2 separate regions of the Macaca mulatta genome follow, and region 1 is linked to region 2. The links are chromatin contacts, called in public Hi-C maps. All regions are on one chromosome and are shown on one strand. The core of a region is the stretch at or near the end of the contact, and the rest is flanking DNA. Distances in the headings are between cores, read along the strand shown.

Evidence for each region. A called contact is a pair of places that touch in the nucleus more often than the background predicts.
Region 1: a Hi-C map of fetal cortex germinal zone shows a contact between it and region 2, with 3 times the contacts expected there. The contact joins the promoter of ERO1B here to the promoter of LGALS8 in region 2. A contact is called at or near these places in 2 of 14 Hi-C or Micro-C datasets (fetal cortex germinal zone and liver).

What each region holds. Positions count from the first base shown.
Region 1 is chr1:12,767,048-12,772,136 of T2T-MMU8v2.0, forward strand. ERO1B (endoplasmic reticulum oxidoreductase 1 beta) reads left to right here and starts at 2,806. Exons shown (of 16, transcript XR_013416001.1): 1 at 2,806-3,080. It also overlaps the pseudogene LOC100423403.
Region 2 is chr1:12,557,480-12,561,916 of T2T-MMU8v2.0, forward strand. LGALS8 (galectin 8) reads right to left here and starts at 2,204. Exons shown (of 10, transcript NM_001266745.1): 1 at 2,163-2,204; 2 at 139-282. The coding sequence starts at 183.

The sequences.
Region 1 (5,089 bases), core at 1,556-4,055, 210 kb after region 2:
ACATTTTTTTCATTTACTATTTCAAAAAAATTAAGAGTTAGAGCTGATTTTTGTGGCGTGCAATCAAAGGGGTTTAGTTGTCTGCACTTTCTTCCTGTTTCAACTTCTAACCACAGCCTTAGGAATGAGAAGGTTCTAACAGAACATCATCTGCAGGAAGCATGGGTGATAGCACATCGCCGCGGCCTCTCACAATGCCAGTTTCAGTGTAGCTGATTTTAGGGAAAGCAGAGGTAAATCAGCCAGAATGAGAGAACAAAGAGGAGGGCTGCCTGTTCACAAAGGAACAACCCCGGCATAGCACTCATAACAATGAACACTAAAACAGATCATGACAGGCACCACTCTAAGTGAACCTTGGTACACTGATATCTCATGACAAATACCTGCTATTTCCAATTTCACTCGCCAAGAAAAATCTCATTTGTCCCTTGAAGTTATGTGTCCGGCTTCTGAGCTGAAAACAAGCAAACGGGGAGGTTTGTTGCTGTGACTTTCTGGATTCTGTAACTAAGAGGACAGAAGCTATCTGACCCCTGTCTGCATTACAGTTCCCTGTCCATTTTGTCTCTCTCTCTTTCTTTTTTCACTCCACCCCCGAACCACTTTCTTCCTTTGTTCTTTAATAACAAATATTTCAAGCCTCTGGAAGGCCATGAATTCTGCCTCTGATATCCAGGCACTAGAGAGTCCTTAAAGAACCTGAGATTTTATAATAGGAAAATTTATAACCCACAATTTAAAAAAAAGTTTTGCATAACAAAATCCCAGGAAGTATGTGTTATTGACAACATCAAATGCAGCACAGACAAGGAATCTTTAAAAAAGTCTACCAAACTTGATAAAAAATTTCTCTTATCAAAAGCAGATTTATATGAAGGGAAGAAGGCAGCGAGCAGATAGGAAGTATAGGTTTGGAAGAGAAAAGGAGACATGGAAAAGTCGCTGGAAAAACCAAGCAACAATTTTTTTTTTTTGGAGACAGAGTTTCTGTTTTGTTGCCCAGGCTGGAGTGCAATGGCATGATCTCAGCTCACGGCAACCTCCGCCTCCCGGGTTAAAGCAATCTCCTGCCTCAGCCTCCCAAGTAGCTGGGATTACAGGCATGTGCTACCTTGCCTGGCTAATTTTGTATTTTTAGTAGAGACAGGGTTTCTCCATGTTGGTCAGGCTGGTCTCGAACTCCCGACCTCAGGTGATCCGCTCGCCTCAGCCTCACAAAGTTCTGGGATTACAGGTGTGAGCCACCGCACCCAGCCCGTTTTTTTGCTTTTAAACTAGGGAAGATCTGGATAGTTTGGAGGCAGAAGGGAAAGAGTTGCTGGAGAGGAAAAGGACAGGCAGGGCTGGCTTCATGGGCATGTGATCTGTGCAGTCAGCAACCCCAGGACCCTGCATTTGGTTTAATGCTCTGCTGGTTCTGAAAGGTATAAACCACTATGTGGTAGGCTAATTAATGGCCCTCTATTTATAGATCCTTATCCTAATCTCTGGAACTTGTGAATATATTATCCAACATGGCAAAAGGGACTTTGCAGATGTGATTAAGTTAAGGATTTTGAGATAGGATGGTCTGTAACCAATGTAATCACAAGGGTCCTTATACAAGAGAGACAGAAGAGCTAGGGTCACAAGAGAAGGCATGTGACGAGGGAAGCAGAAGGAGTGAAGAAGATGTGACCATAATGTGAGGTCATGAGGCAGGAAATGCAGGTGGCCTCTGGAAGCTGGAAAAGGTAAGGAAACACATTGTCCCCGAGAGCCTCCAAAAGCAACACAGCCCTACAGGTCCATTTTGGACTCCTGATCTCCGGAACTATAAGATAATGAATTTCTTTTGTTGTATGCAACTAAATGTGTGATAGCTTCTTATAGCATCAATGAGAAACTAATACTTGCCACATAAACACAAGGGAGATGTATTATTCGTTTTGTAGAAATCAAAGACATTAATAAAACTAATAGCAGTTACCATTTATTGAGTACTTCCTAGGTGCTAGGCACTATACTCAGGTTTTTCTGCATCTAATCTTATGTAGCCCTAGAACAAGATATGGGGTGGGAATTAAGGCCCAATAACTAACTAGAATGTTTTAGAGTTGGGATCTGCGCCCAAACTATGTCACTCTAAGTTTTTCTGTTTTACCCCATCCCCATATTTCATCATAAACCTTTCGGTTTGTCTTCATTCTTCAGCATGTGTTATACTTGCACGTGTCAATCTAGGAGTCGGGCGGGGGCAGGGCAGGACATGACATCCACATCTAGGGTGCATGAAATTAAAAAAAAGCCGAAGCCACCTCTACAAGTCACAGGTGGCTTACATAGGCACCCACAGCAGATGTCAGGCTACAGGAAAATGATGAGACAAAGAATACGCTTCAGACCGAAAGTCAAAGATCCCGCACCGTTAGTTCCTAACTCTCCCGCATACTGGGTGAATCCTGGAGCCTGGCGGGAGCCACAGCACGGACCGACGCAGGGAGGTCCCCAGCCTGGTTTCCCGGAGAAGAGGTCGCCCCTCTTCCCCCGCCCGCACCTCCGGGTGTTTTGGAGGCCCGCGTGGTCCCGCCTCATTGGCCGCCGTGGAGTCCGAGGCCTCGGGGAGGCGGAGCGGCTTTCGCAGTTGTAGTTCCCGAGTCCTCTAGTTTGTCGGCTCCGCCTTCCTGCCGCAGCGCCTAAGCGGCCTCCCAGGACCACAACTCCCACAAGGCCCCGCGCTCGGGGGGCGTGGCCGATGAGCCGAGCGAGCTGGGGGCGGGGCCGTCTGGGGGATGATGTAGGGGAGCTTGCCTTTCCTGCCTCACTCGCAGCTGCCGGGTATTTCGGAGAGTCTCCCGCCTCTGGACCGGCGTGCAAACCTCTGATCCTGGAGCCGCTCGGCCGCTGGGAACCGTCCCCTTGGGTCGTCGCCCGGGCCGCCCGCCGTTCCCCGGCCCCGAGGGACCCGGCTGGCAGCGGCGTGGGGAGAGATCAGCATGAGCCAAGGGGTCCGCCGGGCAGGCGCTGGGCAGGGGGCAGCGGCCGCGGTGCAGCTACTGGTCACCCTGAGCTTCCTCCGGAGTGTCGTCGAGGCGCAGGTAAGCCCGAGTGATGGCGGGCCGGGAACCCCCGGCCGAACACCCGCGGCCGCTACACACGGGCCGTGGCTGTGGTGCGGGGAGGGCCAGGCCGGGCCGGGCCGGAACAGAGGTGATTTCTGGTGAGCAGAAAACCCGGGGAGCAGAGACCTGACCGTCCAGTGCGGGAAACATCTGCGAACCGCCCGCAGGGCGGGGGGACGACGACACTCCGGGTAATGGCAGTCAAAAGAGGAAGATGGTGACGGTCCCCTGAGCTGTTTTCGTTTTTTCCTCTCGATGTTTTAAGCGGCTGGGAGTGTGGCGGGAGATGAGACGGGCATGAACCCCCTCGGCTGTCTTGCGAAGGGGTCGAGCGCCTAGAGAAACGGTGTCGTCCTTCCCTTCAGGAGTTAGCGAGGGAGGGAGACTGAGAGTAGGGGGCACTCCGCAGACCCCCGAGGCCCCGCCAGGCTCAGAGGAATTGGGAGGGGACAAGACTTCACTCACTTGAACTTTCGGACTAGAGCTTTCTGGGCTTTTACCCTTCCTCGAGCACCTTCCCTTGCTCAAGATTGCTTTGTTTTTACCCAGCTGAGCTGTGTCTGCCAAGTGGCATCGCCACTTAAGTCCCAGTACGAGACTGGGGGGTCTGAGTCTGGCGTTGTGGCTCGTGGATGGAGGCTCTGGCTCAGGCAGTCGTGAGGTGCTGGCTGGCTGGTGATGTGAAGAGATGATTACAAGTGTTCTCAATGTGCTAGAAATCCGAGGCTTAGCTGACCAGATCCTTTCGCCTTCAGAGAGGTGTTTGCTTCTATTCAGTAGAATTTGAATTGATTGCCAGGTGCTGCTGCCTGTTGTCTGCACCTGCTGCAAGGGCCAAAAAAATAAAACGAAAGTCTCAGGGGGCCTGATAATGAGGGGGAGATGTCATTTGAAGCAATTAGTGCTCATCTAAGAAAAATTGAAGGTTGACTATGAGTGTAACCGTGAAAACATGTTTTTCTGAATTGAGTCACTTTATTTCATGGTTTTATGGTACCCTGCACTAAATCCCAGAGTGCCTGAATGGTCCATTTGTGTCTGTGAACCATAAAAATAAAAGGGGCAGACTTTTTGGTGTTGGGGAACATGTTAAAATGCAGATTCTCCGGCCTCCAGATTATTGATTGAATGGATCTGGAATGTGGCCCAGATAACAGCATTTTAAACAAACATTGCAAGTACAGTAACTGTAGCAAAGTTATCTTTTGATTACCTCTTGGACCTCACTTGGAAAACACTGAAATAGAATAGATAGTGGTAGTCTGGGCAGACTTACGAAAGTACATTTTCCAAATTGTCTTTGGCAAAATTATTTTCTAGTCACTAGTTTCTGAGTGAAATTTACAATTAGATATTTTTCTAAAATGAGATTTCCCATTTTCTCTTTTTATATAGCATATATTAATTTATGCTTATCTAGAAACTTCATTTTAGATTTTTTCATTTACCACTAATTATGTGTAACTAATGTTTTATAATTTCACCTGTATTTTTAAAATTTTTGCATAGAGATGGGGACTTACTATGTTGTAGGGCTGATCTTCAACTCCTGGCCTCCAGCAAGTTTCTTACTTTGGCTTCCCAGGTGCTGGGCTTACAGGTATGAGCCACTGTGCCTGGCCTGCCCCTGTACTTTTAATTTCATTATATTCAAATGAATATAAATATAGTTCAACAGTTAAAGATTTGTGAATATTTGAAGTAGCATTGTGCCAACAGTCTTCCAAGTGAATATATTTGTTTTTTGTTGCCAGCTGTACTTTCTTTCTTTTTTTCTTTATTTTTTGAGACAATGTCTCGCTCTGTTGGCTAGGCTGGAGTGCAGTGGCATGTGTTGGCTCACTGCAACCTCTGCCTCGCGGGTTCAAGCAATTCTCCCTGCCTCAGCTTCCCAAGTAGCTGGGATAACAGGTGCTTGCCACCCCACCTGGCTAATTTTTGTATTTTTGTTTGTTTGTTTGTTTAGTAGTGATGGGGTTTTGCCA
Region 2 (4,437 bases), core at 954-3,453:
CCCTATTACATAGTAGGTGCTTTAAATATGTTCGCTGGCTTTTATTTTTGCCCTGTCTCCCAATGGATAATTAATATTGTATTGGATCTGCTCTCAATCCTGGCATAGGTAAAACGTTGTTTTCTAGAACTCAGTTACCGGGTTATAGATGATATTCTGTAGGTTGTTTAATGACAACATCATCCTTTTCCAGCTTCTTGTTGGAGTCTCTTCTGTGTATGACCTGAGATTTTAGGCCAGTTTCATTTAAAGGTTACCTGGATTGAAACTGAGGCACTGGCCCTGTGTAAAGTAAAAACAGAGGAAAAGAAAAGTAAGCATGCAGCATTTTTCTTCATATCCTATTTTAAAATTTAAATTATACATTATGTTACTGATATTTACCAAATAATAGAATGTTATTACAATCAAAGATCTGCCTCCCATTCTTACCAGTGTGCTCATATACTAAACAATTTTGGATTGTGAGTGTAGGAAATACTGACTTAGAAAATACATCAGTAGAAAATTTCTAACATGGAATTTATTATTAAAAATACTAAAATAGGCCAGGCATGGTGGCTCACGCCTGTAATCCCAGCACTTTGGGAGGCCAAGGCGGGTGGATCACCTGAGGTCAGGAGTTCGAGACCAGCCTGAACAATATGGTGAAATCCCATCTCTACTAAAAATACAAAAATTAGCCAGATGTGGTGGCATGCACCTGCAGTCCCAGCTACTCAGGAGGCTGAGACAGGAGAATTGCTTAAACCTGGGAGGTGGAGGTTGAAGTGAGTCAAGATCGTGCCACTGCACTCCAGCCTGGGCAACAGAACGAGGCTCCATCTCAAAAAAACAAACTAATTAATTAATGGCCATTACTAATCAAACAGTCCTGTACAATTATCAGAGGTATTCATTTCACTTTTCATTTCCATAAAAGGACAATAATTACAGTATTCACATCATTGGTTTGTTCTGAGGATTGAGTTAATAAAATAGTGAAAGAGTAAGTGCTATGTTAGCTATTATTATTGTGAATAAAAAGAATTGCTCTTCTTCCTCCAATTTAAACAAATCAAGGTGTGGAAATCCAATAATTTTAATACTATTAAGATACAATTTTCTCTGCTGCTTTAAAAAAAAAAATCACAGGGCAGGGGAGTGTTGGAAAGCATTAGCCACATTTTTTAAGATAAAAGCACCCATGGACACTACATTTAATAACTCTAGGAAAAACTCGATGACTTTAAGCAGAACTAAAGGGGAAACGAAACTAGAGCTTCCTGTATTTTACTTCCAGCAATTGTCATTATACCGCACACCAACAATACACACCGATCAAATCTATTACTTTTTCTTTATTAAGAAAAAAACTGTACCCCTCTTGGTTTACCACCTAAATATAACCCCAGTCTATGTCATTAACTTAATTCGTTAGTCAAAACCTCAAAACTCTGGCTCCGTGACTCAATACAGGAAGCAAGAACAAGAGCAAAAAGAATGGATGCCGAGTTGCCATACACATGTGTGATAACCAGCGAGTGACCCAATTTAAATCATCGGCTTGCATTAAATCACGCAACCCCTGAAGTATCCCCAGGGACAGGTCCCGCCAGCATGACCACTTCGTATGCATCACAAGAAGCCATCACTTAAGTTTCACGTACGGTCAAAGGAAGTCACATGACTTGCCCTTTGTAATGTTTAATACTGCAGTCAAATGACTCGGCATCCTAAAGCGCGTGTTAGAGGGAGGGAAAGCAATGTCACTACAAATTCCGGGACGGAAGCTTCCCCAGATTCCTCCACTTGAAGGTGGCTCTAGGCCTCAGGTTAGGAGGGAACAGGGTAGAAAGCAGCACAGGTGCGGTGGATTTGCAGCGAGGAGACACCCCAGGACAAACAGCCTGACTCCAGCCAGGGATGTACAAGAAAGGCCGCGACTCCTGATAACCCCTTATGCCCCGGAGCAACCTCGCCTGCAGAGGCAGCGTCCCCGCCACCCAGCCCCGGCTCTGCCGCGGTGAGGACCTGCGGGTTGGGGTGGACTGGACACTGTCCCACCCATCAAATTGTGATTTAGGAGGCGTGACATCCGAATGCCATCCTCCACTGGCGAGGCCCTCAGAGCAGCCACTCCCCTAGCGACTGTCCCAGTGGCCGGGGGTCGCGCTACTCACCCAAGGACTGGTGTTTCAGGCGCTCCACGGAGCAAGTTGTTTGTCAGCCGCTAGGTGCCGTCCGGTTCCCGGCTGGGGCGTCCGTGGGCGGCTACGGGAAGCGACAGGAGTCAGTCCTCGTTCACTTCCTGGCTCTCCCGCTGTGGTCTCCCCACCCTACCCGCGCTGCGCCGTCTGTGTATGGAGCGTCCCTGGCGGCTCTGCTGGATTTTGGACAGGGACCCGCCACTGATCGCCACCCAGCTCGGCCTCCTGCACAGCCTCTGGGGCCTTGGACCGCGACTGGCTTGCTGTGGGAGAGCACAGAAGATAAGGACAAAGAATGTGTCCTGGGTGGATCTGGCTGCCTTTGCCCCGAAGGCGGAGTGGGTGGAAGGTGGTAGGAAAATGGGAAGGAAAGAAGAGAAAGGCTTTCTCTTCCGCAGCAAGTGGGCCAACGTCCACTTGGCTGTTCCAGGCCTCCAGGTCTAGGAGGGCGCTCAGGGCTGGGACTTTCCGGGACCCGGGGTGATCACCGCACAGGCCCCGCCTGCCTGGACCCAGCGCTGGCCTTCCCGGGGCGCCCAGGTCCACGGGGTCAATGCCAGGGTTTTCTCAGCTTCCTCGTCTGCCTCGGAACGGAGTCCAGACAGTGCCAGAAGAGACCTGAAGGCACTGCTTTTTGAAGGTACACACCTCTGGATGTAGGCGAAACTGGGGGAAGGGTTCAGTACCTTGGACTGTGCCCAGCTCAAAGCGCCCCATCCGTTAGTGATAACATGGACTCGCAGCCACTCCGCGTCACTCGCTAGTTACCCTGCGCGTGGGTGTTTTCTCCAAATTGGACACTTAGGGAACAGTTTAAGCAGTATGGAGCACAATTCTGTGCGTATTAGATGCTCCGTAAATACCCAACTTCTCAGGGCTCTACACTGATAGTTTGACCTATTGGCTGTAAACACACCAGCCAGAAATATAAATAAAGTTTGAAACAAAGTCATGTCAGCCACTTGGAATGGCTTGCTGCTTATTGTTTGTTTTGTGTTAGGGACCTCAAAGTTCTCATCTTCTCTACTTAACTTTTATCCACATTTGTTTGGAAAGATATATTTTAGTGTCACCAACATGGGCTTTCTCCTCCTTGGCTTTTGTTTTCATTATTTTTTATTTTAATCGAGGAATTCATTACAAGTCCCATAACTGGGAACTCATGTTCTGATTCACTGTTGCTTTTCTCTCCTCCTTACCCATTTTCCAAGTTAGATACACTTCTCAAGATCCAATTTGAATAAGTGAATTTACCCTTGACATACACTGCCTTGGATTTATAGTTATCTTCTGGTGTGTGTCGTGTGTTTTATCTGTCCAACTCGACTGTAGTTTGAGAATGAACTTGTCTTATACATTCCCCAGTGCATAGTGTAATGCTTTGCATAAAATAGATATCAATGTTAGGTTGAAGTGTTAGATTATTGATAAAGTCAGGAGCAACTGAATATCTTCACAATTCTGCCTGAGTCTCCCCCGCCCCCACCCCCTTTGAGACAGGGTTTCTCTCAAGTGATCCTCCCACCTCAGCCTCAGGAGTAGCTGGGACTACAGACACACACCACTATGCCCAGCTAATTTAAAAAATTTTTTTTTGTAGAGACGGGGTCCACTATGTTGCCCAGGCTGGTCACAAACTCCTGGGCTCACAGTATCTTCCTGCCTTGGCCTCCCACAATGCTGAAATTACAGACGTGAGTCACCAAGCTGGGCCCTGAGTCTACCTAGTACTTCTCCTTTACAAAGCTAAAATAAGTTGAAATAAGTACACATAAATGCTGTGTTTCTTTCGTAAGTCATATTTAGGCACAAATGGGGCTGAGTAAAAGGGCCAGAGAGTGAACAAAGAAAATCTGGATTAAAATGTTCATAAATCCTAAGAACTTATTCCTAGAAATATCTCCCTCATTTGGCACTGTTGTTCAACTAGCCCAGTGTGTAATTTTAAATAAGCAAATATTCACTGAATGCCTATCATGGCCAGGCACAGCAGTAAAGAATACTAGCATGCAAAGGACCTCATGGGCCCTTCTAGATAGAGTCCCACATCTCTTACATTATTACTGCAGTACCCAAATTGGTCTCCCTATTTTCGCCCTTGCCCCTCTGCAATTCAGTCTCAACACAGCAGCCAGAGAAATCATGATAAAACGTAATTCAGATCATGTTAATCCCTTACTAAAAACTACTTTTTTTTGGTTTTTTTTTTTGACAGTCTCACTCTGTCGCCCAGGTTGGAGTGGAGTGC